Linked DNA regions of Mus musculus: regions 2, 3, 4, 5, 6 and 7 are each linked to region 1. A link is a contact called in public HiChIP or PLAC-seq and Micro-C data. All regions are on one chromosome and are shown on one strand. Each heading gives the region's core, a stretch centred on a gene start, on an enhancer-like site or on the middle of the called end of the contact. The rest is flanking DNA. Distances are from core to core; before and after follow the strand shown. Region 1 holds the start of Satb1 (special AT-rich sequence binding protein 1). Region 2 overlaps Tbc1d5 (TBC1 domain family, member 5). Region 3 overlaps Tbc1d5 (TBC1 domain family, member 5). Region 4 holds the start of Tbc1d5 (TBC1 domain family, member 5). Region 5 has its middle 24 kb from the start of Tbc1d5. Region 6 has its middle 41 kb from the start of Tbc1d5. Region 7 has its middle 130 kb from the start of Gm41600.

What was found. HiChIP or PLAC-seq counts read pairs in DNA pulled down with a chosen protein or histone mark. Hi-C and Micro-C count contacts between places; a contact is called where the count stands out from the background.
Region 2: an H3K4me3 HiChIP or PLAC-seq map of neural tube shows a contact between it and region 1, with 8 times the contacts expected there. The contact joins the enhancer-like site here to the promoter of Satb1 in region 1. A contact is called at or near these places in 8 of 39 promoter capture datasets (the HPC-7 cell line, HPC-7-derived erythroid cells, cranial neural crest and 5 more), 1 of 484 Hi-C or Micro-C datasets (bone marrow-derived macrophages), 2 of 115 datasets of contacts at active chromatin or transcription factors (embryonic forebrain and neural tube) and 2 of 9 other capture datasets (adipose tissue and liver).
Region 3: a contact with region 1 is called in a RAD21 HiChIP or PLAC-seq map of pro-B cells, with 20 times the contacts expected there. The contact joins the enhancer-like site here to the promoter of Satb1 in region 1. A contact is called at or near these places in 14 of 39 promoter capture datasets (the C10 cell line, the HPC-7 cell line, HPC-7-derived erythroid cells and 9 more), 2 of 15 datasets of contacts at CTCF or cohesin (large pre-B cells and pro-B cells), 7 of 484 Hi-C or Micro-C datasets (the HPC-7 cell line, the N1E-115 cell line, bone marrow-derived macrophages and 3 more), 12 of 115 datasets of contacts at active chromatin or transcription factors (the 230-238 cell line, T-cell acute lymphoblastic leukemia, double positive thymocytes and 9 more) and 2 of 9 other capture datasets (adipose tissue and liver).
Region 4: a contact with region 1 is called in a Micro-C map of embryonic stem cells, with 6 times the contacts expected there. The contact joins the promoter of Tbc1d5 here to the promoter of Satb1 in region 1. A contact is called at or near these places in 16 of 39 promoter capture datasets (the 3T3-L1 cell line, the C10 cell line, the HPC-7 cell line and 12 more), 1 of 15 datasets of contacts at CTCF or cohesin (pro-B cells), 7 of 484 Hi-C or Micro-C datasets (adipose-derived mesenchymal stem cells, embryonic stem cells, myocytes and 1 more), 8 of 115 datasets of contacts at active chromatin or transcription factors (bone marrow-derived macrophages, embryonic forebrain, embryonic hindbrain and 4 more) and 3 of 9 other capture datasets (adipose tissue, liver and pancreatic islet).
Region 5: an H3K4me3 HiChIP or PLAC-seq map of bone marrow-derived macrophages shows a contact between it and region 1, with 5 times the contacts expected there. The contact joins the enhancer-like site here to the promoter of Satb1 in region 1. A contact is called at or near these places in 11 of 39 promoter capture datasets (the 3T3-L1 cell line, the HPC-7 cell line, embryonic stem cells and 7 more), 5 of 115 datasets of contacts at active chromatin or transcription factors (bone marrow-derived macrophages, embryonic stem cells, large pre-B cells and 2 more) and 2 of 9 other capture datasets (adipose tissue and liver).
Region 6: a contact with region 1 is called in an H3K27ac HiChIP or PLAC-seq map of microglia, with 8 times the contacts expected there. The contact joins the enhancer-like site here to the promoter of Satb1 in region 1. A contact is called at or near these places in 8 of 39 promoter capture datasets (the 3T3-L1 cell line, the HPC-7 cell line, HPC-7-derived erythroid cells and 4 more), 5 of 115 datasets of contacts at active chromatin or transcription factors (embryonic forebrain, embryonic stem cells, microglia and 2 more) and 1 of 9 other capture datasets (adipose tissue).
Region 7: an H3K4me3 HiChIP or PLAC-seq map of the SCID.adh cell line shows a contact between it and region 1, with 10 read pairs. The contact joins the enhancer-like site here to the promoter of Satb1 in region 1. A contact is called at or near these places in 2 of 39 promoter capture datasets (HPC-7-derived erythroid cells and hippocampal neurons), 2 of 484 Hi-C or Micro-C datasets (CD4 T cells and cerebellum) and 7 of 115 datasets of contacts at active chromatin or transcription factors (the SCID.adh cell line, embryonic forebrain, forebrain and 4 more).

The regions. Positions count from the first base shown.
Region 1 is chr17:51,830,479-51,834,500 of GRCm38.p6, reverse strand. Satb1 (special AT-rich sequence binding protein 1) reads left to right here and starts at 1,854. Exons shown (of 11, transcript NM_009122.2): 1 at 1,854-2,031.
Region 2 is chr17:50,851,099-50,855,120 of GRCm38.p6, reverse strand. Tbc1d5 (TBC1 domain family, member 5) reads left to right here. Exons shown (of 22, transcript NM_028162.4): 15 at 2,482-2,588. Among named protein-coding and RNA genes, the nearest start is that of Gm31083, 27 kb to the left of the region's middle. Within about 2 kb of position 1,685, at least 7 of the 459 cell types and tissues checked have an H3K27ac peak or open chromatin away from gene starts, as enhancers often do. A contact at or near this core is called in neural tube, where this site is marked.
Region 3 is chr17:50,985,969-50,989,990 of GRCm38.p6, reverse strand. The region is part of intron 3 of Tbc1d5 (TBC1 domain family, member 5); the gene reads left to right. Among named protein-coding and RNA genes, the nearest start is that of Gm31083, 110 kb to the right of the region's middle. Within about 2 kb of position 1,845, at least 2 of the 459 cell types and tissues checked have an H3K27ac peak or open chromatin away from gene starts, as enhancers often do. A contact at or near this core is called in bone marrow-derived macrophages and pro-B cells, where this site is marked.
Region 4 is chr17:51,177,464-51,181,485 of GRCm38.p6, reverse strand. Tbc1d5 (TBC1 domain family, member 5) reads left to right here and starts at 2,134. Exons shown (of 22, transcript NM_028162.4): 1 at 2,134-2,386.
Region 5 is chr17:51,201,690-51,205,711 of GRCm38.p6, reverse strand. No RefSeq gene overlaps it. Among named protein-coding and RNA genes, the nearest start is that of Tbc1d5, 24 kb to the right of the region's middle. Within about 2 kb of position 2,106, at least 29 of the 459 cell types and tissues checked have an H3K27ac peak or open chromatin away from gene starts, as enhancers often do. A contact at or near this core is called in the HPC-7 cell line and bone marrow-derived macrophages, where this site is marked.
Region 6 is chr17:51,218,700-51,222,721 of GRCm38.p6, reverse strand. No RefSeq gene overlaps it. Among named protein-coding and RNA genes, the nearest start is that of Tbc1d5, 41 kb to the right of the region's middle. Within about 2 kb of position 1,746, at least 44 of the 459 cell types and tissues checked have an H3K27ac peak or open chromatin away from gene starts, as enhancers often do. A contact at or near this core is called in adipose tissue, hematopoietic stem and progenitor cells, microglia and 1 more, where this site is marked.
Region 7 is chr17:52,437,157-52,441,178 of GRCm38.p6, reverse strand. No RefSeq gene overlaps it. Among named protein-coding and RNA genes, the nearest start is that of Gm41600, 130 kb to the right of the region's middle. Within about 2 kb of position 1,703, at least 1 of the 459 cell types and tissues checked has an H3K27ac peak or open chromatin away from gene starts, as enhancers often do. A contact at or near this core is called in the SCID.adh cell line, where this site is marked.

The DNA.
Region 1 (4,022 bases), core at 605-3,104:
ACTATGTCATTTTGCTTCATTTAGAATGACCTCACCAAAAAAACAAAAACAAAAACAAAAAAAAACCAAACCAAACCAAAAAACAAAACACAAACAAAAACTCCCACTGCACCGTCGACGTGTTTGCTACCAAGGCTCAAATCGCTAGTCACCCACCGTGTCAGGCTTGATTCATAGGCAACCGACAGAAGAGGACCTGACAGAGCTTTTAGGAAAAACTGAATTCTCAGCCCACAGTCACTTTCCAGGAACTTGCCTGCAAACAGCTCTGCGCTGGAGGGATGGAACTCCCAGCAATCTCAATCCTGCCACCCTGACTGCCTTCGCTCCACATACAATTATTTATGGGGACTTAATGAGAGAGCAAGCCTTATGTGAAAGAACGCAAGAAAGTGCAGCTGCTAAAAACAGACCCAGGCAGTTCTACAGTCCTTATTTTTACAACTGAGCTTCTGCAATTCCTGCCACGAACCTAACAGCTCCACTCCTTGCCAAACACACAAAGAGAAAAGTAAAAACTGTTTTCGTTCTGCAACCCCCTTAACTTCGAGTAAACAGTAGTAATTTTCTATCGTCACGTTCAATGCAAATTTCCCAAAGGCGACACAACAGGAAACAAAAGACCTGTTAGTTGATAGCTTCCTTAGAGCTGGGGGTTGTGTGGGGAAGGAGTAGCAGGGGAGTGGGTTAAAGTTGATAGAGTCCAATTTCTCCCTAGCTTGGGGGTCCAAGCCTTCAGCTACTTTGACCTTTCAGAGTTCTTTGGAGCTTCACCAGTTGAAAAGGTCCCTGGGCCCAGCCTCCCCTCCTACGAAATCCGCATTTCTTGACCTCTTTGCCCCTGCTTTTGGGTGGGTCAGGGTGGGAGAAGAGACTTGGACAGTGGCTTAAGCATCTCCTTCTGGTTGGGTGCGTCGACCTACAGCTGCCGACAGGAAAATGATACTGATGCAAATAGCTGGGGTTGAGAAGGGGGTCTGCAAGAGGCCCCCTCCTCCTCCATCCACTATGTGTTCCTCAATAGGGGTGCCCAAGAGAAGAGGATAGCAAGAAGAGCCCATCAGTTTGAAGGGAAGGAGGTCCCCTCTAGGAAAGATCTTCTCCATCAAACATTGAAGAGAGGGGAAAACTTGGCCCGCATGCCCCTACTGGGGAGCGACACACCCCACACAAGCTGGCTTGCGGGGCGCGGGGGTTGTGCTCAGGCCTCTCACCTGACTTCCTCCTCCGCTGGCACACACACACACCAATGCCCCGCGCTCTGCACCCCCAAAGCCCAGGCAAACAACGACAAGAGGAAGCGGCGGGCGGCGAGGGTGCGCGGCGGGGGCGGTGCAGGTGAGGGCCGGGGCGGTGGGGCTCCGGGGCTCGCCCACACTTACCCTGGCGGCCGCGGGGTCGCTCTCCCGCAGCGACCCTGCACCCGGGCGGCGCTCAGGGATGTGGCGGCTGCGGTGGCTCGGGCTCGGCTCAGCTCGGGCTCCACTGCGCGCTCTCGGAGCCACCGGCCGCCCAGGATCCTGCCGCCAGGGGGAGAAGCGGCCGCGGGCGCGGGGGAGGCAGGCCGGGCCCGGTCGCTCCCGCTGTGGGGTCCGCAAGCCCCCCACGCGGGCGAGAGGCGAGAGCGCGGCGCCCCAGGCACGCACGGCCCCCGGCCAGCGTCGGGGGGCTCTCGTGGGGGCGCCCCGATCGCCCGCGCCGCGCTCTACACTGCGGGCTCCGAGCGGCTCCCGCGCCCCCTCCCGCGCCCCGCCCCGCCCCCGCCCCTTCCCTTCCCCCTCGGCCCCGCGCGCTCCCCGCTCGCTGCTCGCCGCGCTCTGCCCCCTTTAAACGCCCACTTCGGATGGGGAGAGGAGACAACTTGAAGTCAAGTTGCCATTAACTTCCGCGGCGGCCGCCAGCTCGGCGGCGGGGAGGTGGCAGCAGCTGCAGCCGCCGCCCGGGAAGTCCGCCGCCCGGCGCGCCCGCGCGGGGAGCCGACCCGGCCTCGGCCCGCACCGCTGGCCCGCGCTGTCCCGGTTCCACGCCTGAGTGAGTCCCGCTTCTTTGCTCCCTGCCAGTGCTGCTCCCGCTCTGGGTCTCTTGCCCGGCTCGCCTCCGTTTTCTGCGGATGCGGAACCGATCCAAACTTCTCAGTGGCCCCGGCTGGGGCGACTCTGCGCCCCTCGCGTGCCGGGGTCTTGCTGGCCCTTCTCTCGAGCGCGCTCAGACATTCGGGAGGACTGGGCTGGTGAAGTGAGGGTCATGGCCGGGATGCGGACTTACTTGGCGTCTTTGCCTCTCCCGCACACCTGCCCGGCAGGAGTCCCTCGTTAGACACTTTAGTCCAGGTCGTGGGCATGGCCCGCTTTAGAGGACGAAGGCGGCGTGGGGGGAAGCCCTCGGCGGGCGAGTGGGGAAAAGGGAGCCGCTCAGTGAGCCCCGGTGCGGGGAAGGAGGCGAGGTGCGGGGTGGAGTTGGAAAGGTCGCGCGCCAGATCTGGAGTTCACTTAGCATCCTCTCCCATCTCATCTCCCCCTGTTCTTTCCCGGCCAGCCCTACTTTGCTGGTGGCGAGCGGAGGTGGAGAGGGGCCTGGGAAGTTTGTGGCAACTTCTCTATCCCGAGAGCCACTCGGGCGCTGGGCGCTCAAGTTGGAGCCCAGAGTTTGAGAGCCGAAGAACAGCGCTCGTGCAGCCCACGCCGGCGATCGCGGGTCGGTCCTGGAGGGTGATTCGGGTTTGGGCTTGGGCGGGAAGCCGAGGGAGGTACATGGTGTCTTAGCTGGGACTGTGGCCCCACAGGTGCAGCCCAGGGGGCAACTCCTCATTTCCCTGCGACAGTACACACCCGAGAGCGGCGGCCTTCTACAGTGTTCCTCCATTGCAGAGCTCCCAGGGTGGCCGAACTGGGGTTGGGCAGCTCGAATGCAAGGGACTGAGGGGGCAAGCGGCAGGTCCAGATGGTGACACGTGCGTGTGCTTGGCCCAGCAAAAGGCGCTAAACAGGTCCCTTCTGGGATGATCCCAGAAGACCAAGAGGACAGCAGCTTAGAGCTCAGGGTAGAGGTTTTGACCCTGGCCTCCACCAGGGCCAGGTTTTACTTAACAAGATGTCAACCACAGGCTCATCTCTTAAAATGTCCGGTTGACAACTTTGACCTCTGCACCCTTTCTGGGAGAACTTTCTCTGAGGCATGTAGGATTCCCAGGGTTAAGACGTGGATTTCACTTGTCCATAGGGACCGGAAGACACCCAATTCCCTGGAGAGAACCTTTTCTGCTCCCGATTGATTGGCTGGGGTTCCATGTTTGTATCCTTGGAGGCCAGAGAACCCAACTTTCCCAAGACAGAAGAGGGGAATGAGCAAGAGTCTGGTCTCTTTCTGCCAGAAGTCAGGTTCTGTCCTTAAGCAGTACCTGGATTTTTTACAGTGTTTGTGCCTGGTGACAGAAGCTCAGCCTTCCAAAAACTTTACTTAATTTTACACCTTGTCCAGAGTGGATTTTCTGAAAGAGTGAAATTTTATTTTGTAGTCAGATTCTCCAGATAGGTAGGTAGGTAGGTAGGTAGGTAGATAGATAGATAGATAGATAGATAGATAGATAGATAGATAGATAGATAGATAGATAGATGAGTAAGTTATGCCATACTTTAAATCCAAAGAAAGCAAGGGTTGCGGTGCTGGCTCTATAACCCTTTATGAATCTCCCATGTGGAACTCGGGCTATGACTTAGCAGCGGTTCTTTATTTCTATGGCATATTATTTTTGTAGAACAGTAGTAAGCGCATACACTGCCTGCTCCAGTCTGCTGGCAAACATTAGCATTCAAGCTTACATTTTTGACAAATGTGCAGACAGGAATAGCATGAATAGGCATCTTAAATATTAACAACCCAAGCATCTGTTGTGAAACAAATTTAATATATTTACTCAGTCTTTCTCACATTGTTAGGAAAGGTTATAATAAGTGCTTAATTTCAACTTAACTTAGCAGAAGTAACTGGCGGCATCATTCACTACCTCCCAAGCTCTAACACAG
Region 2 (4,022 bases), core at 436-2,935, 980 kb after region 1:
GCCTTGTTTTTCCACAAGTTTCTATAGTTTTTCTGCCTACCTAAAATTGGGTGGTGTTGTCTAAGTATTATAAAAGTACAGGTTTTTCAGTAGTAACTTGAAAATGGTATTGGTTGAAGGAACAAGATTCAGGCTCACCTCATGTTACAGCATATCAATAGTCTAAATATCTGGCATGTAATAGGTGCTCAAAAATGGTCATAGAGTTGAGTGAGATGTCTGTGAATAAATGTAAGAAAAAATTGTCAGCTACTTCATTTGTTCTACAAGTAGAATATTAATACATGGTATCTTGCCTTCTGTACTTTGTATATTCTCATAATTTTAAAATTATGGTAACAGGGTTGTTGTACTGGTCCCTCCAGATAAAACCCCAAATAACTAATTATTCCAGAGACTCAATAAGGTTGACCTTTCTGGGTCCTTAACCTACTGTATTAGAGTAATGAGGTTAAGGGGCTTGATGCTGACATTTGCATGCATTATACCATTTGATTCAAAGCATTATTTTTAAAAACATCTTTATATAACTATGTTAGTACAGCCCCTGAATTTCAAAACATGCTACACCAAGGAGTCACTTTGTGATATGAACAAGTAACTTACCCTCTCCAGGTATCGATGTGTGTATATGTAATACAAGGAAACTCATCCTAGGCTTGTAATTAAATGATGTTCAGCATTAAATGAGATAAGGCTCATAAAGTTCTAAGCCTTATCTCTTTCCACAAAGCCTTTAAGATTCATCTTCACCTTAGTGGAGTAGCTGGTAGACTTTGCATTGGCCTTTCCAAACTTGCATTGTCTTCAGAGCAAGGACTTCTTTGTTGGCTTCTATAGCCTGGCTTAGCTTGGGACCTTTACACTTAACAGTCACTTAACAAGTCATTGCATTGAATGATGTGGGTAGTTTTCTAAAACCATTAAGTTGTTTTCTAGAAACTAAACTTTTTATGTTGTAGAGGTTACCCCAGCAGATCTTGAGTGTCACTTTAAATAACTTGAGAAGACTCAAATGGAATCCTCAGATTCAGATTTGAGTACTGCAGCCAAAATACATTCCACAAAACCCTCCTGCATTTTTTTTACAAAACAGGTAAAATTTATTCCCTGGCCAGGTACTAAATTTGAATATCAGTATTTGAGAAAATAACTTTAGAATTACCAGATCAATTGATTACCTATTTATTTAAAACTTCATTGCTTTAAATGAATACTGTTATATAAAGCATTATACCATTATAGCCTCACTTTTTTAATTTCTAAAGGAAAAAAATGACAGTAGGGAGTGGATGTAAATATGGAAAAATGAACAAGTAAGAGGAGTCCGAAGAAGAGCCAGAGCAGGTAGGGAAAGCGAGTGCTTTACAAATGAAAGCAGATGTGTGAGATTACAAGCTGTCAGGTCACAGTGTGAATGAGGATGATAAAGGAGTTCCTTACCTAGTTTATAATTATCCATCTTGCCCAGTCTAGTCTCTTTCCATAGTATTCACAGGACAGAACAGGCTACAAAGCTTCCTTTAAACTTGGCTTCTCCAGCAGCAGGAAGAAAAGCTAAGAAGCAAAGTCTTTCTGACTCAATATTTTGTCTTTTTCCCTCTGAATCGTAGTTGTGTTCCTGTGGAATGCTTTTCAAGTGACTGATTAATGAACAAGAGTTAGTTACAGCTGCAGGGAGCTGTAGCTGTAAAGTTCCCTCACAGTCAGTGTTACAGAGGTCATTGTGTCTCACAAAACGCAGGTCATTAATAGGCCCAACTGTGACTGCAGTGACTGATAGATAAGCAAGAAAGAGTTTACCCAGACCTGTCTTTAGCAGGTGTGTGTAGTACTCGCACCCATAGCTGATCACAGAAGATTTGCAGTTTTTCTCACCCCAAATCCTATGTAGACACTCCCTCTCTCTCTCTCTCTCTCTCTCTCTCTCTCTCTCTCTCTCTCTCTCTCTCTCTCACACACACACACACACACTCTCACTCTCTCTATCAATTTTCCTTTACTTTTAGGAAAAACAAATAACTGTAGAAAACTATAATTTGATTTTTGTATTATGTAATACGTACAAAAATGAGCATGGTGTAAATTGTGAGGCATTAATAACAAGGTAAGTACTATTTTATTAGAATTTTTAACTGCTTCCCCATTTACAAGGTTTGTGTTAGTAATTTCTCAGCAGCAAAGTTAAAGGTAGTCATATAAATGACAACAAATATGCACACATCTAAGAATGTATTTATGTTGCAATTACCACACCCGTGCCTGCCCCTCTCCTTGCTCCACTCCTTGTGGGTCATGTTGGATAGCTGAAATGTGCCCAGCCAGAGGTCTTTGGTGAATATCTCTTCTTGGTACAGACTTTAGTCAAATCTCCTCAACTATTGCATCACTTGCTTTGACTCTCAGTTATTTTCTTAGACTCATCATAGTGCACATATTTTAAACAGAATTGTGTCTGAATCTTTTTTCCCTCTTATTTAGTGATTTCTAGTAACTATCAGACCTGTCTTGGCCTTCTGATGCATTATCCAATCATCGGGGACATACACTCACTGATACTGAAGGCTCTGTTCCTTAGAGACCCAAAGGTAAGCTTTCTTGTGGAAAACATACATAATTTTTTAAAGTTGTGTGAAGAACCAAATCCTCAATCTGATGTATTCCTAATGATTGTTATAAGCCAGAGTTCACATATCCCACTGGCCAGTATGTTAACAAGTGAGTTCACTGGATATTGTCCTAAGAAACTGCACCCCAGCAGGTGCCCCTGTTCCTGAGCAGGTTGTCTGGATCTCCTGTCTCTCAGCTTAATAAAAACATGTGAACACCCACTTCTTCAGCCAGACTTCACTCTTTGATAACCCCTCACAGGGGATAACTTAATTCAAGTAGGGCTTCTTAGGCCACATAGAGTCAAGAAAAAAGAGCTATACTAAGGACTAAACCTATAAGAATTTATCAGTGAAGTCTTGCTCTCTTACTTCCACAATCTCCCCATTCCCTTCCCCACTCTCTCCTATTCATGGCCCCTTCCCCCCTCTCTTGCTCATGGCTGTCCTCTGCTTTCTTCTCTCTCCTCTCTGCCTTTCTCTGCCTCTGCTACTCTCTTAACTCCCCTCCCCATGCCCTAAATAAACTCTATTCTATACTAAACAAAAAAAAAAAAAAAAAGGATCACTGACTTAGGATAGGATGCTTATGTGTGTATACATGTACTATTCTATTCTGTAGCCCACAAGTCACCTAATAAAGACTCAGACAGACCTGAACACTGATCTCTTTATTTGAATATAAAGCAATTCATTAAAATTTTCTTCATACTTCACAGAAAAAAAAGTGCTCTTTTACAACTAATGTTGTATTTCTTGAAAATAAGAACATTTAATGATCTTAAAAAAAAAATTGTGAATCCTTGCTGTTTTTGAGCCAAACAAAAATATTGGATGAAGAGTGAGAGAGAAAGCTTCAAATGCGAGGATGAGAATGCCAGGCTCTGGATGGTAATCCCAGCCTTTGGCTCTTTGGAAACTCTCCCAATAGTCATGTTGGCAGTTGTCAGACTGTCTCTGAGTCAGTCAGTCTGTCTGTGAGTTCTGTTGCCAAAGCTCTGCCTGTTCATCTTGAGCATCCAAATGTAATAGAAATCTGATTCTAAAGGATTTTTTTTACCTTTTTCTGGTTGGTGACATTAACTTTGAGTATATTTTCTATTATATTACTTAGAATTTTCCTTACCTGCTGTTTATAGAAGTATTATCCTTTATTAGCATTTCTGTTATACAAACAATGTATTAAGCATGAAAATAAAATCTATGCTTCATTTTATATAAAGAGAAATCCTTTTTGGATATGGCTTGTAAACACTACTATTTGTACTTTGCATTTCTGTTTTTGTCTGCAAGTGTGTATGTAACTCATATGTACTCTGTAACTAAAAGCCCCTCAGAGAGATCAAGGAGCTATAAAAGTTGTAAAGATGAAGTTGCTAATCAATGATGAGTTTTGGTCTCCAGACTTAAAGC
Region 3 (4,022 bases), core at 596-3,095, 840 kb after region 1:
GTAACTATTCTTATCTGTAGTGTTTGTCTATCTACTTTAACCTAGTTTAAATATTTTTATTCTTTTCGAAACAGATAGATCTTGGTGCATAAAAAATTTCTATAGAAACTTATTATAAATCTTCACTTAGCATGATTTCAACAGTTCATGGATCAAACAAATAAATATCATTATCTCAACATGAGTGTAGTTAAAGCAAAAAGAATATCTTGAGTTTACTTATCCTATTTTGAAATTTAAGTTACAGTTATATGATTATTGTCATAATAACTTAGATACATATATGTTAGAAATTATTACTTGAAAATACTGGGGATTTGTATAATCATTCCAGCTAACACAAATTGAGAACATTTTTTTCTTCAAATGAGCATATTACTTCATTTTTAATTTTTCCCCTTATTGAAAATAGAATCTTTTCTCACGTAATATTTCCTGATTATGGCTTCTCTCCTTCTTCTTCTCCTAGTTCCTTCCTACCTCCCCTCTAGATCTACTCCTTTTCTGTCTCTCAAAAAGAAAGACTGGCTTCTCTGTGATCATAAGGAAATGTAATAAAACATAAAACAAAAACTAGTATATCGGAGTTGTTCAAAACCAACAGGGAAAAGAAAGAGCTCAAGGAGAGAGCACAAGAATCAGAGACCCACTCGTTCCCACACTCAGGAATCACATAGGAGCACTGAACTGGAAGCCATAATGCATGTGTACAGACCGGACTTGATACAAAAGCTTGCAGCTCTGTGCATGCTGCCTTGGTCTCTAGTCTCTGTGAGTTCATATGACCTTCGATCCTGTTGATTTAGAGAGCCTTATTTCTTGGTGTCCTGCATCTCCTCTGGCTCTTACACTTTCTATCTTCTCTTCTGAGGGATATCCTGAGCGCTGAGTGGAGAGATTTGATTGAGACATTCCACGGGGCTGAGTGTTCCAAGGTCTCTCACTCTCCGTGCCACCATTTTCTCTTCCAGGGAGGACTCCACTGGAGATGAGAGTTTGTGCTGGGTTGGTATTTACATATGTCCTTTGGTAGTGTGCAGAGAACCTTCCTATATCAAAGACCTATAAAGTAGGGGTGAAGGTACTGTGTGGACACACCAGATCAATTTCTCCTTGTTCAATGAGGAGAACCTCCTTGTGTTTGTGTTGTCTTCAGCAATATAGCCTTGCTGTCAGTCTGCAGATCAACCACCTATTCCCTTGAAGACAACCTGAGTTGTTTGCGGATTTCCATGGGACCCCTTTGGCCAACAACACAGTTAGATGTAATTCTGCCCCAGTACTGATAACTTCATTTAGTGACAATAGAAGAGCCAAACTACTTTGTGTTACTTATTTTACGAAGTTGCTTACCAAGTAATAATAGTAAAAATAATAATAATAATAATAATACGTAAATTTCACACATTTGTAGCTACAAGAATTGGTGAGTTGATGTTAAAGATATAAACTAGAGTATATTGTAAATTATTGTATAACATTGATTGTTATACTGTATATTTGTGTATAATTCATATACATATTTAAATTATATAAGCTGAGTTAAAATCGCCATGTCCCTTTGTATACTAGGTTTTGAAATACCTTTAAAATCGAAATTATATTCTGAAAATTGTCTTACGCTGTTAAATTACTTTTCAAACAAAAGGAAATTTAGTATTCTAAAACACAATTGAGTATTTGTGTTATATTAACACTTAAAGCCTTTTTGTGTGTGTGCATGCAGGGTATGTGTGTGTGTTTCTATCTGTCTATGTGAGTGAAAATCAGTCTGTACAGTCTTGTTGCACTTATTGTTGGTTGTTTGACAGCTTGATTCCCAAATTACGAGGACACCTAAAAACATATTAAACTCTCTTGCACCCTCTGTTGATATTTTAGAGGAACACTACACATACGTTCCAAGATTATATTGTCATTGCACTTACTTCCTTCCCTTTGAAATTAATGCTTACTTTACTACATTTAAAAGCAAATTAGTAATAGAATGACATTTGCTTGTAGTTTTTATTTGGGGTTTTCTCATCTTTAGATGCGCTCTTAGCATGTCACAGTTTAAATGAAGGATGAGTTTCTGTTGTCTGTCTGTTTTCTCCTGGTTATCAGTGGTAACGCCTCCAAATGTCTCACATTAATAAAGATTCCTACAGTACATAGCATCCTTTATGTACAGTTTTCTAGGAATACAAACTCTGGTGTGTGTGTGTGTGTGTGTGTGTGTGTGTGTGTGTGTGTGTGTGTGTGTAAACCTTTCAACAGTCGTTTACTCCAGAATAAGAATTTAAAACATCTATACTAAAATTGAGAACTTGTTCCTGTCATAAACATTTGCTGTAATAATTTCAACTGTAGGCTTGAAAGGACAAAGCTGTTTTTCCCACTTCAAAACTTTATTGACTTTTCCCTGTGTAACAAATTCTGAAAATTTTCACAGATATTGCTAGTGAAACAGTTTCACTCCTTATGTGGTATATTTTTGAGAAGGAAAATCTGCTTTTTTGTTTCCTTATTACAGTCTTTTGCACCTTGGAAATTACAGTTAATGTGGCATTTTCTCAGGTGACAATTACAAACTATGGAAAATATACAAAATGTGTGCAACATCTTATAATAAAATATGGCTATTGAGAAAAGCGCTAGACATGGTATTGTGGTGACTAAACCTAGCAGAGGAAGGCGTCTCATCTGCATAGCCAGTTTTAGGTCCTCTGAGCTCTACAGTGAGACACTCAAAAATAAACCAACAAACAAAGCAAATAAAATCCCCACAGCTTTTCTTATTTGAATGATTTTTAAATACTTGTTCTTATGGAATCCAGCTGAAATGAGCAAGAGTTATGTAGGTGAGATTTACCTCACTAATTGCAATCTTTAGTCCTAAAGATGAGGAAGCATCTGATGTCAGGGTATAGCAGTAATGCTTGCTCTGTGCTGGTGCTGGAATGACACACACGAAGTGTCTGCAAGCTTTTAAAGAGCATGGAATACAGGAAAATTAGGTTTAGTGACTGAGATACTATTTCTTTTATCATTTCAGATTATGATAATCCTACTAATTTTAATTGAAATAAGATATTATATGTGTAATCTCACCCTTGTTGTAAAAGAATTAGCTTACACACAACTATAATAATCATAAACATTTGCTTTTATTTTGTAAATAATTTGTCATCCTTTTTTTTAAAAATCCAGTTATCAGTGAGTGCATACCATGTGTGTTCCTTTGTGACTGAGTTATCTCACTCAGGATTTTCTAGATCCATCCATTTGCCTGTGAATTTCATGAAGTCATTGTTTTTAATAGCTGAGTAGTATTCCATTATGTAAATATACCACATTTTCTGCATCCATTCCTCTGTTGAAGGATATCTGGATTCTTTTCAGATTCTGGATACTATAAATAAGGCTGCTATGTACATTGTAGAGCATGTAAAAAGTCTTTAATTTCTTTATTTCTTCCTTGACCAAGTTATCTTTGAATAGAGCGTTGTTCAGCTTCCTTGTGTATGTGGGCTTTCTGTTGTTTCTATTGGTATCTCCAGGGGGTCTCCCTTTGTGGGGTTCCTTATTGCTTCTATTTCCATTTTTATATCCTGGATAGTTTTGTTCAATTCCTTCACCTGTTGGTTGTGTTTTCCTGTAATACTTTAAGGGATTTTTGAGTTTCCTCTTTAAGGGCTTCTAGCTGTTTATCTGTGTTCTCCTGTATTTCTTTAAGGGAGTTATTTAAAACCTTCTTAAAGTCCTCTATCATCATCATGAGATGTGATTTTAAATCAGAGTCTTGCTTTTCTGGTGTGTTGCGTCATCCAGGGCTCACTGTGGTGGGAGAACTGGATTCTGATGATGATGCCAACTAACCTTGGTTTCTGTTGCTTATGTTCTTGCCCTTGACTCTTGCCATTTGGTTATCTGTGGTGTTAGTTGGTCTTGCTGTTTCTGTCTGTGTATTTGTCATTCTCTTTGATTGAAATATGTTTTATGTTTAAAATAAGCAGTCAGAAACACCTTGGGAAGATATT
Region 4 (4,022 bases), core at 885-3,384, 650 kb after region 1:
ATCCCAATCCCCTGTATAGGCTGCAGCTGTGTAGCTAGTTAAGTCAGACTACTTTTAGAATTTTTTCTGTCTCTTCCTAATCTTGTTTTCCTTAACACTCTGGGTTTTCTTTCTTTCTTTCTTTCTTTCTACCTCTCTCTCTCTCTCTCTCTCTCTCTCTCTCTCTCTCTCTCTCTCTCTCTCCCTCCCTCCCTCCCTCCCTCCCTCCCTCCCTCCCTCCCTCCCTCCCTCCCTCCCTCCCTCCCTCCCTCCCTCCCTTCTTTCTTTCTTTCTTTCTTTCTTTCTTTCTTTCTTTCTTTCTTTCTTTCTGTAAAGTCTCCTTCCATACCATGCAGTTGGTGGTTGGCCGTGTAGCTACCCTCTGTGCCAGCTTCAATGGTGTCTTAGGAGGCACCATGACCACGTCAACTCTTTGAAAAGAAAATAATAATTGGCAGCTTGCTTACAGTGTCAGTTTAGTCCATTATCATCATGGTGAGGAACCTGGAGACATGCAGGTAGACATGGTGCTGGAGAAGCAGCTGAAAACTACTCCTGATCTGTAGGCTGAGAGACTGGGCCCACTATGAGCTTTTGAGGTTTCAAAAGCTCACTTCCTTTGACAAGGCCACACCTTCAAATCCTTCTATCACTCTACTCTCTGGTGACTAACCATTCGAACACATGAGCCTACGGGGGCGATTTTTATTTAATCACCACAAATGGTATGGCTGCTTTCTGTCTTCTTTTATCCATCTCTGAGAAGCAGCTGAGCTTTATAGTCTTCAGAGATGTTCTTTTCATCTCTAATGAAATTGCCCTTCGGTCCCTTCTTAAATTATGCTATTTATGAGACTAAGCGTCCCAAGAGGGGATAGAGATTTCTCCTGTCATTTGGTGACCACACTGAAGGACCTCTACAGTCCCAGTAACACCAGCATAGTCAGTACTTCAGGAAGGAGATGAGGGTCTGCGGTGAGATATTTCGGTGCCGGAGAACAAAGTCCACTATACATTGTAGAATACCAGTCATGTGGCTGACTGCTGTATTGCTAGCTGGGAGAGCAATATCCAAATACAGCATGATGCATCTTCCTATTTCTTAGGATTCTGTTCATGAGACTAATGTAATCATGAGTTTAGCCAGAACTTTTAATAGCTTACTCTATTCAACCTGTTCAATTTCTGCTACAGTGAGAAGGGCATTAGAAAAAAGAGAATCACTGTGTTAAGTGTGGTATGCCTTCCTTGGAAGCTAGCTAACTTTCTGACCTCTGTTTTGGTTTCCATAATCTGAACATAACAACTGATTTTTTTTTTTTTTGCGCTATTTGTAAAGACAGATTAATAAGAGATCTCTCTTTCTCTCTCTCCAACTCAGATGAGCTATTTACCACTTTCTTATTGAAGAAGAAAATACCAGCCTCCCATTGCTGGAGGTTAAATGCAACTTTAAGTCAGGATTAAGCAGGGGCATAGGGCGGTAAAACCAGGGTCTAGTCATTTGCCAAAATTGTCATTCATTAGATTAACTATCTAATGACTAGTCATTAGTCTAGATTCGAGGTCTGAGAAGATAAAACCTGTGTGTTTTTACAGGTGTGGGGTTGCTAAAAAAACAAAACAAAAAACAGCACCTCTCTGGATTCATACAAAGAAGGTCTTCACAAAGAGGTAGTGAGTCCCTACAAAATTGGGTGGCACGACCTATCTGTCATCAGTCTGTACAGCTGTAGACCAAGGATGAAGGGAAGGCCATTTACAGGAGACAAGGAAATTGTGCGATCCGAGGCAGGAGTGCCAGATTCTTAGGACGTTCCCAGGCCTGACTTATCTCCTCGATGCCAGTCCCACCCTGGGAAGCTGGTGGCAAGTGGGGGACCTCGGGTTGTGGCAGAAGGCCGGCTCCCACTGTAGGGAGGCCCCGCGCGCATGCGCATCGGCATGGCCCAGGCAGCTCCATTGGTCTCGGGCGTCCCCTTTTCCCTCTTCACCCCGACCTATCCCCCAAGACACCAGGCTCCCAGAGCGCGGGTCACCCGCGGCTCACCCGCTGGCTCGTCCCAGGCCCGGGCGCGCGCCTGCGCACGGGTCCCCGGGCGCGCGGGGTTACTAGAGGTGGAGCGCCGGGAGGGCGCGCAGCAGGAGGCGGACGCCGTTACGGAGGGAGCGTGGTCACGTGGCCGCTGGTCACCGCCGCCACCTCCCGCCCCATTCTCTTGCTGGTCGGGCCAGGCCCGGCGTGTTCCACGAGAGCCCGGCAGACTGACGGGGAGAGAGAGAGAGAGAGCGAGAGAGCGAGATAAAGAGAGGAGAGAGACAGAGAGACTGACAGAGAGAGAGAGAGAGAGAAAGGAGGGGAGGAGGATTCAGGGAATAGGAGCTGGGGAGCCCTGCTGCGCTACAGGTAAAAAAATAACATAACGATGCTAACGGTGAAAAAGCGCCTCGCCTCCCCCGTCAGCCTCCCCGGGCAGCTGCACAGCCGTCGCTCCCTCCCCGGCCTCCCCTCAGCCTCGCTGGGCCCCGTCCCGCCGCCAGGGAAGGCCCGAGCCGCCGGCCGCGGCTTGCGCGCGGGCTGGGAAGGGAGGCGGGCTGGGGCTCGGTCCGCTGCGGGCCGGCGGGCGAGCGGGCGGAAGGGCGAGCGCGCACACGGGCGAGGCAGCCTCTCTCAGCCCGCTCGTCCCAGTCCCCGTCCCCGTTCGGTCCTCGCTCCCGGACGAGCTCGGGAAGCAGCTACCGGGCATTGCCGAGCTGCTCAGCCAGCTCTACTTCCTCTTTGGCCGGTTCCCTGTTTCTTTCAGCCCTGGGCTGCACGTTTCCTTCCCAGGCCGGAAGTCAGGCGGCTGGAGCCCGGAGCCGAGCAGCCTCGGAGGAGAGAAACCCTCTCCTGCCTTAATTTGCCTTAGTGCTACTTAAGTTAGTCACGCCGGCATCTGTCAGTTCGAGGCCTGGCAGGACCCGAGGAGAACGACTTGGGAGAGTTCCCCCTGCCCCCTCTGTTTTCCTGGAAATGTACTGTTCTTCCAATACATTCTGTGCAGATATGCGACCTAGAGTTTGGTCACTCCTAGTTACTAATAGTTTCAGGACGACTTACTAACCAATTCAGCGCTTGAGAATGGTAACAGCTTTTGAAGGTTACATCTTTTATAACCCTTCAACTTCCACCCCCCCCCCCCCATCACTTTCTGCAGAGTCCCCATTTCTCAATTCTGAACTGGACTGAAACTTTACTATGCAGGTTACATGCTAAACTGCCTGAGGTGGATTGTGCTGAAATGCTAGGGCTTTTGTACGCGTAGTCCATCACAGTGTAGTCCACAAACCACCTCTTATTAGTGTGCTGTGGCACAGGATGCACTATTGGAAAAGAACTCTTGGAATACAGTGGGAAAGAAACTCACTTTTCCGTTATGCGTCTTTGGTTCAGTTCTATTTCCAGGACTTCCTTGGTGTCCGAAATAGAATGGAAAGGGCAGCTGCAGTGGGATAGAGAGCGTTGATCAAACCTGAGTCCCTGGGGGTTGGGTTCTTGTTAAAAATGTGATAGGAATTCAGTGGATGTGGTAACTGATACAACTTGTTATTCTGCATTTCTCACGTGGTGATGGACAAGACCTTGTTCAATACAAAAGGTGTAAATATCTTCTGTGTATAGAAATGAAGTTACGTGTCTGTGAAGGACGGACACACACACACACACACACACACACACACACACCCCTTGGAATGAAGAGGTGGCCTGATAGGAAAGTTCAGTGTCAGGGTGCACTAATAAAGTTTGCTTGGGGGAAGTAGAGTGAACCAACGCTGGATTCCAGGAGAAGGAAAAGAAGTACAAATTGTGTGCTCTGTATGCTGTGTGGTGCCTGCACCACATTTTTGTTTTATTTATTTATTTATTTATTTATTTATTTATTTTTGTTAAAATGGTTTGGCGTACTTCTTAAAAGACTCGCTTCCCAGTTCATTGAGTTTTTATTAAGGCATAGGCTCGGAATCTTGGGTTCGTGTGTAATGCTGGTTGAAAGTTTCTTCGA
Region 5 (4,022 bases), core at 857-3,356, 630 kb after region 1:
GGTAGAAAGAAGATATTAGGTGAAGTGCTCCAAATAGGGTAAACAGGACCAAAACCATGAGCATCTTTGAACATGGTTTTTGTTAAAACTATTAGGGTCAGAGACTTAGACTTCCCTGGAGGAATAGGACACCAGAGTAAGGATGTAAACAGAACTCAGTCAGATTAATACCACATTGAGAGAAAGGATCTAGAAGATGTAGCTCTCGGGACAGCTCAGGGAAGTCCATTCAATGAGTCTAAACAAGAAGTCATGGCGATAATACTTGAGCAGTCAGTAGGAAATGGGCAAATACAAGAGTGGAAAAGAATAAGAAGGACAGGAGTTGGCAACTGAGTAGAAAAAGAAATATGGCGCCTTACTTGTATGCCCAGGCCTAAAGGGTCACTTACCAAACTGAGAAGGAAAGCAAGTAATGTTATCTTGAGGTGAAGAGGAAAGACGCCTTGGGCTGTCTCAGGCTTGAGCTGCTTTAGAGAAATCCTGGAGTAGAAGAATACCAGAAACAACGAGGCTCAACCATAAGCCAAGCACTGCAGAGGCCAATCAGAAAGACTGCAGATTTAAGAAATAAAAGTCTAGGTTATATAAGCTCAGCTAGGGTCATGTAGTGAGACCAGGAGTTGAGACGTCAGAGCACAGATTTGAATATATACTGTAGTTATCAGAGAGGATAATGAGGTCAAGAAAGCTTATCAAGCTTAGGAAAGAAGGAAAGAATGAACAAGGCAAGGGATACTAACAGAAGTAGCAAGGAGAAAACGGTGCTTGTATCCTTGCTGTCCTGTTATCAGTCAAATGACTAACAGAAATAGTACTGATGTCACAAGGCAGGAGGAGATGCAGATGCCAGGTGCTTTGGGCACTGCCTGGAACACTGTGTACACTGAGTAGATGTCACCCTGCAGCCCAGCCAAGCACTGTTCTAATGAATGCGGGCAGTGAAAAGAAAGCTGCATTCACAGGACAGGATTATGCAGCTCAAAGTTAGGTTTTGATGAACAAGGAAGTGATTCAGAGAAGTGTAATATGAAGAAAGAAAATTCTGAATAAAATTAGCACTTCTACTAAGTAACAACATGCTCACATACTCAAACCCTTGCAGTACAAGAAGATTGTCCATTCGTGATGTTTATTTTAGATGATGAGAATAAAAGGTGGAGGTGGGAGTCAGTGAGATGGCTCAGCAGGTGCAGACACTAGTCAGCAAGCCCAACAACCTAAGTTTGATCCCCAGATCTCACATGGTGGCCAGAAAGAACAGAACCCATGGGTTGTTCGCTGACTTCCACAAGTACATTGGTGCATTCCATTGCATGTGTGCATGTGCACTCTCCCCCCCACCTCCCTCACTCCCCTGTCTCAAACACACACACACACACACACACACACACACACACACACACACACACACACAAAGAAGGAGTGGGAAGGAGGGAGAGGGAGACAGAGACAGAGAGACAGAGAGAGATGGAGAGACAGAGATAAAGACAAAGACAGAGAGGCTAAATAAATACATAAATTTAATGAGCAAGAATAAATGATGGGAGTTGACTTTCTATTTTTTTATTGCATTGTTCACATTTTTATAACAAGACCATAATATTTTATAGACAGAAAACAATTTGCAAATAGGGAAAGTGATCACTAGCATAAACACTCAGGAGATTCCAGGAGGGAAGTTCTTCATCTTGGTCTTGGCAACTATACAATCATTGACCATGGTTTCAACAGGATGATGGTAAAACATACTTGTCAAAATGTTATAAAACATTATATATGTATATAAAACCACTCAAATATGCAGAACACTATCTAGACAGTTGATACCACCTAGGTTCTCTCTAATAACATTTTCCTTTCTTCTGTGTAAAAAGTAGAGATTGAATATTCAAAGTTCTGTGCTACACTGGAGAGATAAGTGAGCAGGTGTTGAGAGAATGAGGCTGGGCTGTGGAAGGCCTGCTCGTGATCTAGTGATAAAGCAGAAGACCATAGCTTGACAGGCAAGTATTTAGAACACAGAGAAGGAAATGTACCTCTAGCCAAAGTAAAAGAGTCGGAGATTAACAGTGCATAGAAATAGGAAGTTGTGAGTAAGGCAATCTACTGAAGTCTCAAAAACCAAACAAACCACCACCAACACAAGCAAAGGCAGAAATGTCTAGAATGTGCACATTGGGACGAACGTAAGCTACGTGTTACCTTCCTTAACAAGTCCACTGTTTAGTTGAATGTGTTTATTTCTTGTCCTTTATAGTCCTTCATACATGATTAGCATGAGCCTTGTTTAGGCAGACATAACCCAGTGGAAATTTTATAAAGGTGAATAAATGGTTAAAACCTAACAAAAGGATTGTTGCTCCAGTCCTTTAAAGAACGGAACCTTGTAAAAAGAGAATTCTTCATCTTTGCCTCAAATACTGCCACATGCATAAATCAAATTGTAGAGCAGGTTTTACATGGTTATTGAAAATGAATAAAAAAGTTACTTGGCTGTTCAAGATGTTACTCTATTTTTCTCAACAAGATTATGCAATAATACCTGAATTTGTAGCCAAAGGAAGAAGGTGGGTTATGGAACAATTATTCATAGAGATGGGACTCGCTTTATAAAAGGTAGACTCTCGTGAAATGTTGCGAGGAATGACTGAATATGATTAGTTGCACGCCATGTATCTCATCCTCACTTATGATATTGAAATACACTGAGACAGCATTTGATAATAATAAAATAGCTGTATACCTTTAAAAGATTTAATAAATTTGATCTTTTAAAATATTTAATATTTTTATAATCTGTAATTGATATGCTTCTTTATATATACACATCTTTGAAAACATGTATTAAAATTAATCAGCACTAGTCCACATTCTTATCTAAAGAGTGGGATGATGCAGAATCTGCTTATGAAACATTTTCCTGCTATTAAATTGATTTTGAACATGTTTTAGACTAAATAATAATATATTGAAGTACTATGAATATAGGCACTATCTAATTATTGCTGAAAATTGTTGCCCAGAAAAAAAAAACTGTTTTGAATGTTCTTTCATCTCTAAAACACAAGCAGTATATTTTTGTTTTGTCTGAGAGAGATATCACACAGATACATGCTGGAGTCTCAATACTTTTGTGATCTGGTGTGCAACTGGAATGCATCTCAGGGCCAGAGCATTTGGCCAGCTGGGCAATGCTCTCAGGTTGCTCTTCATCATGAAACATAAACAGGAAAGTAAGATTACTAAACAGTTCTGAAAGCTGTTTTCAATTCACTCATCTATTAAGCGGGTTCGAATAGGTACAAATTCCTTACTATGTAGCCATTACTGGTCTGGAACTCACGGTATAGATCAGGCGACCTTGAGGTTTTGATCATCCTTCTACCTCTGCCTGCTCAGTGTTGAGATTACAGGCCGAGACTACCCAATGTTTCTTCAATTAGCAGTAGTAGAAAAAAAATGTTCCATATCAGGATTTAAAAACCTGAAGGTCACTATCAGCATTTCTCTCCAGCACCCACAGATCTGACTAGGCACAGTTACACCAAATCTGCCCCTCAACTCACCCTACTATGTGTCTTTGACTCTGTTCTCTGAATTAGTAATAAAACAACTGGATAAAAAGAATGACTTTATTTTGGCTCATGGTGTCAGAGGGTTTAGCATATCATAGAAGGACAGAGCAGTTCACATCACAGTGGCTAAGGAATCAGAGAAAGAGAACGTGGATGCTCAGCTGGCTTTCTTCTTTTTTCCTTTGTATCCTGTCCAGGCTCTTAGCTCACAGGAGTACCAATCACATCCATACTCCAGGCAGATCTTCCTACTTCAGATAGTCATCTCTCTAAATGCCTTCACCAACATGCCCAGAGGTGTGCCTTGATAACCTTTTAGGTCGTTCTTGTGTGTGTGTGTGTGTGTGTGTGTGTGTGTGTGTGTGTGTGTGTGTGTATGTGTATAATGTAGAGAGATCAGAGGTCAATACTGGGTGCATTCTTTAACTGCTCAATTATTATTAT
Region 6 (4,022 bases), core at 497-2,996, 610 kb after region 1:
GACTTTAACCCTCAAGGGCCACATGGCAGAAGGAGAGAACTAATTCCTTCAGACTCTTCTCTGACCTCCTCAAAGTAAGCAAACAAATACAATAGAAAGAAGAAAGAAAGTACTCAGTCCATCCAGTGACCTGAATGAAGGATTGGTGGGCTGGATGACGATACCAGGAGGACCGGGTCCAAGGCGAAGAAATGAGACAGTTGTCCTGGTACGAAACTACAAAAGAGGCCCCCCAAAAAGCTCAGGAATCAGTACTTGTAATGCCTTAAACAATTATTTAAGCTCAACATTAATGCAAAGTTACCTAGGATGAACAAAATAGCTGAATTTTAAATAAGGACTGGATCACTGGGTTTACCGTTCCACAGAGCCTGAGGCAAAAGGAAAAAAATTAGTAAAAGGGCATTCAGGTTGGTGGCCACAGAAGAGTCTAAGAAGTTACACTGTTTCCTAAATTATAGTCTACTACAAATGACAATGGTGAGAATGGTGAGGATGATGGTGAGGATGGTGATGATGATGGTGGTGGTGGTGGTGGTGGTCTTCTGGAAGAAATTATAATAGTTGTTGCTTGTCTCTTTTATAAACTCACACACTGGGCAGAATATTGCAGAAGCACATTATCTACCTATTGACAGTTGACTATATATATATATATAAATCTTGACCTATAACACTTACTTTCCTAGCCATGCCTGTGAGGATTGACTCAATTAATGTTTGAGAGGGAGGACCCAGCTCATTGTGGGCAGTATCTTTCTTGGGCAAGTATAAGAAAGCTAGTGAGCAAGCCAAAGAGTGAGCCTGTAAGCAACATTGTTTCATGGCTCCTGCCTACAGGTTCCTGCTCTGACTTCCCTCAGAGATGGACTATCACCTACAATTATAAGGCAAATTAGCCTTGTTCTTTTGAAGTTGCTTTGGGTAGAATAGTTTGACACTGCAGTAGAATGTAGTAGCTAGCCAGGGGGTGGTGGGACTATGGGAACAGTTAAAGAAGGTGGTGAAAAACGGAGCCACAAGTTCCCTGGATATTTGATACTATACGACTCAGGTGAGTCTATCAGTATAACTGGAACTACTTTTCTCAACCTTCTCTTCCATTTGTAATTCCAGCTTTGGCCTCAAGAGACGCTTTATATAGTGCTAGAAAGACGGAAGTAAGGAGTGGTGGGCACTGGCAGGTCATCCACACTGTCATTGATCTGCTGGGACCAACCTTCAAATCATAGCTCCTTCAGATCCCAGAATTTCTCTCTACCAGCTTCCAGGGGGCCTTAGACCAGTGCAAAGTAACTCCAACGCCTAGATCTCTGCCACACCTTGAAGGTCACCACAGCACCAAGCTTGGACAAACTTCAGATCGTCCAGCTTTGTTTACATCTACTTTTGCTTCCTGAAAGCTGGTCTGTGAACCTGTAGCTATCTGAAACTGGAACTCCAGGGTGGAAACGTCAGCTTCCTGTTCTCAGAACAGTGAGCGGGATCTTCTCAATACGTCATCTCCCGGAGACTGTTTCTTCTCTGGATTCCAACAGAATGATTTGAAAGCTTTTACATAACGAAGTCTGCAGTTTTTAATGTGTAAATTTTTTACCACCTTTCTTTAGAATGTTTCATTTATAAAGGAAGAAGTACATCTAAGAGAAAAGACCTTTTAAACAGTCACAGCGATGGGAGGGAAGCAGGTGCCAATTTACTCTTCATCTGTAGATGCAGTTCTTAGGTAATGACATAATATATATGGTGTTTGCTTGACTTTTCTTCTATGAGTCATGCAGACAAAAATACTTGCAGAAGACCTTGGCCAATGCCTCACAGTGAGCCTTGCCAAAAAGCATAGAAAATGTAATAGGCTTTTTCTTCCAAGTCAGGACTGTGTATTAATGCAAACAGGATTCCCTAAGGAACCCAGTGTCACCCTAAGTTCTCCACCTTTAATGTGAAATGGAAGAGAGCTACATTAAATTCTGGTTTATACCTAATTTTTTCCAGGAAGTACCTATTTTCCTTCACTCTGCCTAGATCTTTGGGATTGTGGCTTGCCCTGGCTTCTTCCTGTTTTACGTTCATTATTCCTCCTGCTAGCTGTGAAGTGCGTATTATGCTCTTCTTCCTGAAGAACATGACACAAAGAAACTCATTTTCTGCCTGCTCGGGCCACTGTGATCCTTAGCCAAGGACGATGGAACCTGGCAACTATGGACGGGACTCCCTGAAAATGTTACGCAAAGGATATTTTTTTCTCTCTTGGGTGGCTTATGTTCTGTATTTTATCACAGCAACAAGTTATAGATCTTATAACTAATATGAAGGTATAACATGCTGGTTAACATGTTTGGTATTCATCAATTTAATTTACAATTCCATCCTCCTACCTTGGAATTTCTCTGTGCCAAATTGGAGACATCTAGTTATTTTCAATTCTTTAATAATTTTGGTCAAAGGTACTCGCCGACTTTCTTGAGTACAGTCCTGGGTTTTTATTGCAGATTAGTAGAGCAGCAACCTGCAGACTTGGCGTGTTTGTTGTCTATTGCTGTAATAACCACCATGACCAAAAGTAACTTGGGGAAGAAAGGGCTTATTTCATCTTACAGCTTGTAGTTCATCATTTGGGGAAGTGAGAACAGGAACTCAATATAGGAATCTAGAGGCAGAAACTAAAGCAGAGGCCATGGAGGACCACTGCTTAGTAGCTTGCTCTCACATGGTTTGCTCTTCCTGAACTCTTTTATTGTTATTATTATTATTATTATTATTAATTTACATTCCAGTCAAGGTCCCCTTCCCAGTGTCCCCTCCCACAGTTCTTCTTCCCATCCCTCCCCCTTGCCTCTGAGAGGGTGCTCCACCCCCACCATACCTCCCCCTTCCCTGGAGGCCTCAAGTCTCTGGAGGATTAAGCTCATCTCCCACTGAGGCCAAAAACATATACTGGAAAAAAGAAAGCATCTTCAATAAATGGTGCTGCTCTAACTGGTGGTCGGTATGTAAAAGAATGAAAATAGACCCATATTTAACACCTTGCACAAAGCTCAAGTCTGAGTAGATCACGGACCTCCACATAAAACCAGATACACTGAATCTAACAGAAGAGAAAGTGGAAAAGAGCTTCAAACTCACTGGAACAGAGGGAAATTTCCTGAACAGATCACCAATGGCTCAGACTCTAAGATCAATAATTGATAAATGAGACCTCATGAAACTGAAAAGCTTGTGTAAGGCAAAAGATACCATCAATAGGGCAAATTGGCAGCCTACACATTGGGAAAAAAATTTCCCTAACCCTACACACATCAGATAAAGGTCTAATATCCAAAATATATAAATAGCTCAGGCAATTAGACTCCAAACACCCAAATAACCCAATTTTAAAATGGGGTACAGAGTTAAACAGAAACTTCAGAATGGGGGAGGGGTACCAAGGCCTGACAGATGCTATGAAGTGCATATACACAGGAGCCTAGCATGGCTGTCCACTGAGGCCCTATCAGCAGCTGACTGAGACAGATGCAGATACTTACAGCCAAGCATTGGACTGAATTAGGGGACCCCTATGGTTGAAATAGGAGAAGGATTGAAGAAGCTGAAGGGGAGAGTGACTCCTAGGAAGACCAGCAGTCTCAACTAACCCAGACCACAGGAAGTTCCCAGAGACTGAGCCACCAACACAGGCGGATCTGAGGCCCCTGGGACATATATATCAGAGGTCTGCCTGGAAGGCACAGTCCACCATGGAATGAGCCCGACCACATCAGTCATCAGTCAAGAAAACGCCACAGAGACTTGACGACAGGACATTCTGTGAGGACATTTCCTCAGCTGAATTCTTTCTCCCTAGATATGTTTAAGTCTGTGTCAAGTTGGCAGACATCAACCAGCACAAGTACCTTCTTAAGAATGGTAGTGATTCAGGCCAAGGTCTGGAAAGTAAGAAAGGCTAGGCTGGCTCAGTGTAGTGATATCCTGGAACTTATACCCTGGATAAGCAGTGGAGGGTGGAGAGAAAGGCCATCTCA
Region 7 (4,022 bases), core at 454-2,953, 610 kb before region 1:
GAATGGAATCTTCCTGGATGAAAGGAAGACAAGTCATCACAATTGGAGTTTGACAAAGGTAAGCCCTAAAAGGCATTGCTCTTAATTCCAGTTACATTTTGGAAAGGAAATTGTGAGGACCATCTGTAGGTACTAAGTTTAATTAAAATTTATCAAAATGATAAGATTTTCATCTCATAAAGGCATATTGTCACTTAAAGATATAAATATTACATTTTCATTTTCAACCATCATTAGAAACAGATATGGTGCAAAAGGTAGTTGAAATATAAAAATGAGTGTAAATATACATCACCTCCTATATTATGAACATAATTATCTATTCTCTTTAATACACAATCTGCAGAATGTTGCTGTTTAAGAGTTATTTATAACTAGAAAATGGTGTCCTATTAGAATGAATAATGTATAAACCTCTTTAGAGACTAGCACCTTAGAATCCTCTTAGAGTTAGTTTTATAAAATGAAATTTCTTTAAAATCCTGCTTATTTGTTTCTTTAAAAAAATGCATTCTATCATTCTTGTATTTGGGGGCCTTGCCCTTGTTGACTAGACTAGAAAGATGATTCAGTCATGAGTTCGGACTTTCTGCTTGTGAATAACACAGAATTGCATGGCCATCACTACCAGAATTACACAACATTTTATGAAGGGGGTTCACATTTTTACTTTCATAGTTTACTCATCTTTCTAAGACAATGGTCAAAAGAAGGGTGTTTTCCTTTACCATTTCCATTTGGCACCAAGCTAGAAATTTAAGACAGTATAGCTCTTAAAAATGAAGGACCAGTGCTGGATTATCTTGGTTGTCAACGTGGCTTATTGACAGTTTCCTAGAGAGTTTGCAGAACACACTTCAGGATACGTTTGTCAGAACGTTTCTAGATGCCATTAACTTGTGGGTCAGCACACTGAAGTAGAAAAATCCACCCTGAATGCAGGTAGCAAGGTCCGGTAAGCTTAGGTTTGATAGGACAGGGCACAGATCAAACAGGAAACTTGCATTTGCTCAGTAGCTTGATTGCTCTTAAGCCTGCCATGCGTGTATACTTTCGCTCCTGACAGAATCCCATAGACAACTTCAGATCTTTAGTCCTCTGGATCCAGGCTCATTCTGTAACCCTCCACGGGGATTTTGGACCTTCACCTTTCGTTATGGTTAGTTCTTATTTTCAGCTTAACATAACCTCAAGTCCCCTGGAAAGAGGGAACTTCAACTGAAAAACTGTATCTACCAGACTGGACTGTGGGTATAGTTGTGGAAATATTTCTTTCTTTAATTTTGTTTATTTAATGAAAACATCACTTAACTCTCTTCCTCTCACTCCAATTCCTCCCGTGTCAACCTGCTCCATTTCAAAGTCATGGCATCTTATGATTTAATTACTATTGTTGTATATATCTGCAAATAAATACATAAATGCAACCCAATGAGTCTTTTTTAGTCTTTATTTTTTAGGGATGAATACTTGAGATTAGATAGACATTTGGGGTTCTCATCTATGGGGAAGATTAATTCTCCCTCTTGAGCAGATTTTAATTGCATGCTCCATTTAGGAGTGGGATCCTATAAAATTTCACCTATTTGTTTTGGCATGTCAACTGGTGTTCTCATTGTTCAAGTCTTGTTTCAACAGCCATACTGTTGAGATCTCAAGTACACAGCTTCCCTGTCATAACTAAAAATCACAAAATTGAACCACACTTCCTGATTGTGAGATACTGAAACTAAGAGGCTCAATTAAGCAAAAGAATATAGTTCAACTTGGTGACAGCTGTGAAATATGTAGAAGAATAGCTGGAAGCCAATCATGGAGACCCTATAAGGTGCCCCTTCCATTTACTTGTAGGAAATGATTTATTTGTTTGTTTATTTATTAATTTGAAATTTTCATAAAATTAGATAATGTATTTTAATTATACCCCATTATTTCCCTCAAAATGTCCCTAGTGTTTACCACTTATCTCCTGCCTAACTTTATGCCCTCATTTTAATAATTCTTGATATTAATGGACCTAAGTTCAGTTAAAGGTGCCCATATGTGCACAGATGTAGGGACATTCATTGGAACTTGAACTACCTATTAGTAGTCACATTTGCACAGAAGAGAGACTTTCCTTCTCTCAGTACCATCAACTACAGTTGATCCTCCATTAATGGTAGGGACTTATGATCCCTTCGTCCACCCACTCCGGAATTTTGACAGTACTGTTTTTATGTAGGTCTTAGACAAGCCAGCTCAAGTGCAAGGAGTTGATATGTTCAGCCACCATGTCATGTCCAACCATTTGTATTTCACAGATCTTTTCCTAATGTACAAGTTGAGCTTGTATATTCTTTCCACACAATCTTCTGAGATGTTCCCTGATCCTTAAATGGGTGGCTGTTAATATGTAAATTCATCCACAGATGAACATTCTCTAGTAGTATATTTGCTACATTGAAAAGAGATAAGCCAATGCATTAACTTTTACCCACTACAAAGATAATTATTTTTTTACAAAGGTGAAAACAAATCTCTGGTTAGAAACATCAAAGATTTGTCGTAGTAACACTTTAGAAAATAGTCTGAGTCTGGGACAAGGCAAGACTGTCCATTCTCTCCCTATCTATTCAATATAGTACTTGAAGTTATAGCTGGAGCAATAACACAATTAAATTAGATCAAAGGGATACAAATTAGAAAGGAAGAAGTCAAAGTATTGTTATTTGCAGATAATGTGATACTATAAATAAGCAACCACAAAATTTCTACCAGAGAACTCCTACAGCTAATAAACACTTTGAGCAAAGTGGCTAGATATAAAATTAACTAAAAAAAAATAACCTTCCTTTATACAAATGATAAATGGGCCCAAAAAGAAATTAGGTAAACAACACCCTTTATAATAGCCACAAATAAGGTAAAATATCTTGGTGTTACTCTAACCAAACAAATAAAAGACCTGTATGACAAGAACTTCAAGTCACTGAAAAAAGAAATTGAGGAATATATCAGAAGATGGAAAGATCTCCCATGCTCACTGATCTGTAGGATTAACATAGTGAAAATGGCCATCTTACCAATAGCTATCTACAGATTCAATACAATTCCCATCATAATTCCAGCACAATTTCTTACAAACCTTGACAGAACAATTCTCAACTTCATATGGAAAAACAAAAAACCCAAGATAGCTACAACAATCCAGAACAATAAAAGAACTTCTGGAGGTATCAGCATCCCTGACCTCAAGATGTACTACAGAGCAATAGTAATAAAAATTTCATAGTATTGGTACAGGAACAGGCAGGTTGATTAATGGAATAGAATCAAAGACCTTGAAATAAACCCACACCTATGGACACAATATTTTTTGACACAGAAGGCAAAACCATACAATGGTGAAAGAAAGCACCATCAACAAATGGTGCTGGTCTAACTGGATGTCTGCATATAGAAGAAAGCAAATAGATCCATATCTTTTACCTTGCCCAAAATTCAAATCCAAGCAGATCAAAAACCTCAATGTAAAACTTGACACACTAAATCTAATGAACAGAAAGTGGGGCATAGCCTTGAAATCACTAGTATAGGAGACAACTTCTTCAGCAGAATACCAATGATTCAGGCTCTAAAGTCAACAATTAATAAACGGTACTTCATGTGGCTGAAAAGCTTCTGTAAGGCAAAGGACATGCTCAATAGGACAAAATAGTAGCTGTTAGATTAGGAAAGGTTCTTCACCAACCTTATATCCGACAGAGGGCTAATATCCAAGGTTGATAAAAACAAACAAACAAAAAAAACAAAACAAAAAAAAAACAAAAAACCCCCCAAAAAAAACCAAAAAACTCAAGGACTTAGACACCAACAAAACAAATAACCCAATTTAAATGATGAGGTACAGAGCAAAACAGAGAATTCTCAACAGAGGAATCTTGAATGGCTGTGGTTGTTCAACGTCCTTAGTCATCAGGTAAATGCAAATCAAAACAACCCTGAGCTTCCACCTTACACGAATCATAATGACTAAGATA